Regions from separate parts of the Triticum aestivum genome. Here region 2 is linked to region 1. Evidence: chromatin contacts called from public Hi-C data. All regions are on one chromosome and are shown on one strand. The core of a region is the stretch at or near the end of the contact, and the rest is flanking DNA. Distances in the headings are between cores, read along the strand shown. Region 1 holds the start of LOC123121557 (dormancy-associated protein homolog 3). Region 2 has its middle 7.6 kb from the start of LOC123121558.

Region 1 (2,968 bases), core at 296-2,795:
GGAAGGAAATAGAGCAAAGTAAAATCAACCTGGAGGCAATTGGCGAAGACGACGCGTAAGGACATACACATTATTTCTTTGCAAAGCTAGTGGTACAGACTAAAATAGGAAAGTTTGAGGGGGAGGGGGTGATCCGAATATCAAGTTCGGTAATGGCAAGGACCAAAAAAAATCCACTTATCTTAGCTTTGCCACGTAATTTAGAGCTGGTAATAAGCAAATGTATCATGAATTATATCTTAGCCTTATCTGTAGTAACAAGATATATATATATATATATATATATATATATATATATATATATATATATATATATATATATACACAAACGCCCCGTTTTAGTTGCAACACGGTATCAAATGATGACAATTTCTGCTCGTTTTTGCCTCAAAATTTCCATCTTCTCATATGCTGCCATGCTTCTCGGAAGAAAATGCAACGGGTTCTAAAGAAACCGCAAGCAAAAATGTTGCCAACTATTGAGTCCTTAAAAGAAGACATTTTTTTTAGGTTTTCTGAGTATGTCACATTTACTAGACTAGTCAACGTGTACGTGTAATGCATGTTAATTTGAAAGTATATTAAGTGCATGGGTCACGCTATTCGTCACCCTGGGTGAGGAATAGTTATTCTTCACCCCTCTCTATTTTGACATCACTGCACCGTATTTTTAGGTTTCGTAAATTTCTTCTTATTTCATACTAAAAAAAGAACGTAAGAAAATATATACTCGCCGTAAAAAATATTTTATGTTACGTAAAATTACGAACGTAAAAACATAGTGTAAAACATACATAAAATGTGATATTTCTGATCTTATAACTTTTTTTTTTGTTTTCTTATACCAAATTTTACATAGTGAATCAATATGAATGTAACTATTTGTATTCCGAACGTAATTTGTTTATGAAGCGACCGTAAGATTATCTCGGGTGAAGAATAACTTATTCTGCATCCTGGGTGATGAATAGTTTTACTAGTGCATGCGGATATTAAGTAGGATATTATTTGCGTGTTATTATGTGATTAGCACTATATTTAGCATGAAATTAAATGCACGCTAAACGTGTTGAGCGCTCGACATTGAAGCGGTCTAGGTCATTGGATCGACATGATTTAATGGACGAGATTAATTGAATCTGCTCTTTTGGGTCTTTTTATATTGGTGTAGATATAGATGACATCATTATCATGTCCTTGACACCTCAAGATCCATTTTGCAGATCCTCAAAGAAAAAAAAATCCATTTTGCAGGTTGAGCCGATTCAGTACTCCGACACTAGCGGGAATCCGCATCCCAAACTACTTTTATCCGATATAACAACCCTATCCGGTTTGTTTGACTCATCACCCGCAATTACCGACGAAGACCCCGAAAATAACACCACACCTCCCATTTTATCCACTCCCACTCTATCCATTTCCTAATCCCGGACGGCTAAAAACTGCGTCGGCTACGCTGGACCGCAGGAGCCGAGCCGACCGCGCAAGGCGGAGCCCGGAAACAGAAAGATGGGCGATCCCAGAGTTGCGTACGCCCCCCAAATATCTCGCCTACGTCCCCTCCCCACCACCCCTCGGCCTCATCTATAAAACTCCACCCGCTCCCTCCCTCCAACAAAGAAGGAAGGAACGAAGGAGGATCCACTGCGCCTGCGCCTGCGCCTGCGCCACACACACCCTTCGACACCAAAGGTAATAATCAGTTCCATCCCCTTGCCCCTCCCTCTCGGCCAAGAACACGCGAGGCAAGAACAGATTAACCGGAGGAAGAAGAGGAGATGATCATGATTGTATGAACGTGGCTCCTGATCTACCACGTACGTGCAACGCGCAGGTTTGATCGGATCGTCGTGCGCTCCATGGGGCTTCTTGACCAGCTGTGGGACGACACGGTGGCCGGGCCGCGGCCGGACCACGGCCTCGGCAGGCTCCGCAAGTACGCCTCCTTCTCCCCGTCCTCCTCGGCGGCCGGCACGACCGCTGCCGTGCCGTCGGCCGACGTGGCGGCGCCGGCGGTGACGCGGAGCATCACCATCCTCCGCCCGCCGGCTCTGTCCGTGACGTCGCCGCGCGGCGAGTCCGGCTCCGGCTCCGCGCCCTCGTCCCCGGCCAGCGTCCCCGACTCCCCCTTCAGCACAGGTATCTTATCACACCTTTGCCTCCTATTTTTTATCTCGTACGACGAGGCCGGCGTGATGTGGCTGACATGCTTGCTTGTGACTGCAGCAACGACACCCAGGGGAGAGAGTGGTTGGAGTAAGCTGCGCCGCAAAGGCAGGATGGCCGCCGACGGCATGGAGGCCAGCCCCGGCACCCCCAGGAGCCCCACCGTCTTCGACTGGTGCGTTGGCTTCAAAGTTCAAACCGAATATCCCCTCTTGTTTTCGAGCGCACCACATCACGAACCCAAATGCTAGATCCAACCACCATGACTCTATCTAGTACAGTAGCCATAAATCTGATGCCTCTGAACCTTGTCTCTTGCAGGGTGGTGATCAGTTCGCTCGACCGCTAACCGTGAAAAAAGAAGAAGATCCACCAAGACGGAGAAGCGCACGAGCACAAGGAGAGTAGCTGCAAACTTGACCGGAAGATGGAACCCTGTCCCAGTATATGTTACTGTATCAGTTATGTACGTACTAGTACTACTTCCGCTGTAAACATCCACTCCACGTGAGATGGTGCGAGTTTTCGTAGCAAAGGATGTGCTAGATGGATCCGAGTGGTAGCTCAAGGAAAACTTTGGTAGTAGGCAACCGGCGACGTGCAACGACCTGAGGCGAATGAGACCGATGTGAAGTGTGTGTGTGTGTGTAAATCCTACCAGTAGATGCACTAGATCAGAGGGGATGTTGAGCTCTAGCTGCTCTGTACAAGGCCCGCGGGCAGCATGTGCTAATGCATGCAGTGTAAAATATGTCTGCAATAATGCATGGCTAAGTGAGCCTCCACTCCTGTGATTATT
Region 2 (2,700 bases), core at 128-2,627, 240 kb before region 1:
AGCGCCGCCCACGACGCGTCTCCGGTGCCCGCTCCTGTTCGATGTCGGGGAGAAGTTTACTGGAAGGGCGAGATGGATATCTACCACGATCGTTCAATGTCCGTCCATATGTATGCCACTATTAAGCAAGCTCGCCGTTCGAGGAACCAACTCCGGCGCCACGCATTGACGCACCCGGATGCTTGGCCTCACCAGAATCCGCTATTTAAAGGCGGCCAGACCCGGCTAACTCCACACCACACCACATCCGCTCCACATCGTCCTCCCTTGCACCACATCCATCATGACCGCAAGCTCTAGCGCTTTGTAAGAGAGCTTGTTATTGAAGTAGAAGCACGAGATGGCCGCTCTTGCAGCCGCCTGGCAGATCAAGCACGACATGCTGATTAGCTCGCCCAAGGTCTCTGATGATGATCCCACGATGGAGAGGGACTCGGACGACAACACTACGCTGGACCCCGCACCTGTGCTTGCCAACTTGACCATGGAGCAGGCGCAGGCGCACTTCGACGCCGTCATGACAGAGAGGAGCAGGCTGCGGTGGCTCCTATGTTGACGTTCCGCCAGGCGCAGGAGGAGCTGCGGTACACCATATTTCTCCTCGAGCAACACTGGCTGGCGGAGGGCCAAATCTACATCGACCTCACATCCACTGGCACCGTCGACGGATAGGTCACAGACTCTTTCGAGGAGGCGGCAGGGCATTGTGTCCCAAGTGGGCCGGTCTGTCTCCCATGTCCTACTCTTCCTCGTAGGAGACCGCACCTTCACTTTACGTGTCTTGAACCCCCACGGGCGCTCATGGAGACGGTAATTGCAGGACGTGGTCGCTGATACGAAACAAAGGAAGTGGACGACGGACGTCAGTCGTAGGATAGATTTAGGTCCGATCGCTCTTTTTTAGTGAAATATATCGGAATTGTAGTGAATGTGTTCTGGTGTATATGAAATCAGTCAATTTGCATGAACTACGTTTAGTATATTTAAATTCGTTTTGAATTATATGCGGCTAGCCTTAGATGGCTGGTTTCCGCATCTTTGTTCGTGGATAGGTCGCTTATTGCACACGGATGCAGGAGCTAAGTATGCGGATCCGTTGAAGATGCCCTAGAGAGTAATAGTAATTCATTTTCATGCACGACTCTTGTCACTCCCCAGTTCCATGCACGGACCAAACAAAAATTCAGAAAATGTCGGGCTCCATGAGCTTAATTAATTAACAAACCATCTACTGCGTCGCTTTCTAGAATTTTCCACGCCCATGTGCCCAGCGTAGAAAATTGTACTTTAGCCCCATCTCATCGGGCCCCTGGCTCGTCCGCATCCAAAGAATGATCAAAAGCGCCATTAGATCGTCCATAATCTAATCCGAACTGCGCTCGCAACAACACGTAGGCCCCACTACGTGGCGTGCCGCGGTTGGCTTTTACGCACTGGATCTTATCATCTCCGTGGAAACAGACGACGTAGTCGGTCCCACTTGCGGTGGGCCCGCCGGATCGAACGTCTTCGGCCCCACACTCTTTTTACCGGCGCGTCTGCGGACGGCTCGTTGCATCAGGGATCGCAAGCCGATCGTGGCTCGGCTTTGCTACGGCTCGGGTGACCATTTATCGGTAAGAAAGCTCTCGTTTTTTTTTGGCGTTGCAAGGACGAAACCCCAGAAAATGCTACCGCGTGTTCTTGCATGCGCTCCGTATAGCCAGCCTGTGGGTGATAGGGTTCACACACACCAAGGGCTCCGTGTCGGTCGGACTGTGCACCTGAACAAACCCTAGGCAACTGGGCTCAAAGGGCTGAGGACCATGTACAGATCAATACACAATACTTCCTTCGGTTTTTTTAGTTTGCATATAAGAGGCCATTTTCATAGGGCCAACAAATCGTGAGTTCAATACCCTTTGTCATCGCGGTTGCTTGGTCGTTATGGAAGCAAAGGAACGCATGCGTCTTCAACAAGGTCAGACAACAAAAGTCGCCCTTAGAGTTGGTTGACACGATCTTGAGTGAGGTTAAGGAGAGAAGGACGGCCGGAGTAGGAGTCGGAGGTTTATTTAGATTTGTGAGAGAGTAGGCTTTATTTTCTTTGTTGGTTGTAAAAGGTCGTTGCTGGCAGTGCATGTTCGCATCTGTTTGCCAGTTTCTTGTACATTGTCCTTACTTTCTTCTATAAAGATAAGGCACGCATTGGCGTACTCTCGAAAAAAAAAATGTTGTGTAAAAAAATATCAATATCTACAATACAAATATACATAATATGAAACTACATTCCATAATGAATCTGAAGATATTCCTTTGGCCTTGTAAATGTTGATACTTTTTTTTGTTGGGGATATAACCCCAAGGTGTGACCCGCCCAGGAGAGGCCGGTTTACACCGTTGGCGACTTAATATGAAGAAGGCCCAAGAGGCCTAAGAAGATGAAGTAAGAAGACGGCGGCTCATAGAGGCGGGTCTGATGGTGGCCCAAGACCCGGAAGTATGAACCGCCATATGATAGCTTGCCTGTTAAGGCAAAACAATTTAGAAACCAGGCCGGTTACGCTGTGTGATCCGGCTCGGACTCTTGTAAGTTTCGGATCTTGACCTGGGTATATAAAGGCGAGACTCGACGGCGGGTTGAACCAAGAAACAACAAGTCGATAGCTAGGTCAAGCGTATTTTGCTCCATTGTAATCGAAACCCAAGCAATACAACTAG

What was found. Hi-C and Micro-C count contacts between places; a contact is called where the count stands out from the background.
Region 2: a Hi-C map of leaf shows a contact between it and region 1, with 3 times the contacts expected there. The contact joins the enhancer-like site here to the promoter of LOC123121557 in region 1. A contact is called at or near these places in 3 of 5 Hi-C or Micro-C datasets (all in leaf) and 1 of 1 datasets of contacts at active chromatin or transcription factors (leaf).

The regions. Positions count from the first base shown.
Region 1 is chr5D:332,840,062-332,843,029 of IWGSC CS RefSeq v2.1, reverse strand. It overlaps LOC123121557 (dormancy-associated protein homolog 3), which reads left to right and starts at 1,545. Exons shown (of 4, transcript XM_044541567.1): 1 at 1,545-1,695; 2 at 1,838-2,142; 3 at 2,230-2,344; 4 at 2,491-2,958. The coding sequence starts at 1,863. The coding sequence ends at 2,518.
Region 2 is chr5D:333,077,503-333,080,202 of IWGSC CS RefSeq v2.1, reverse strand. No RefSeq gene overlaps it. Among protein-coding and RNA genes, the nearest start is that of LOC123121558, 7.6 kb to the right of the region's middle. Within about 2 kb of position 1,377, at least 7 of the 8 cell types and tissues checked have an H3K27ac peak or open chromatin away from gene starts, as enhancers often do. A contact at or near this core is called in leaf, where this site is marked.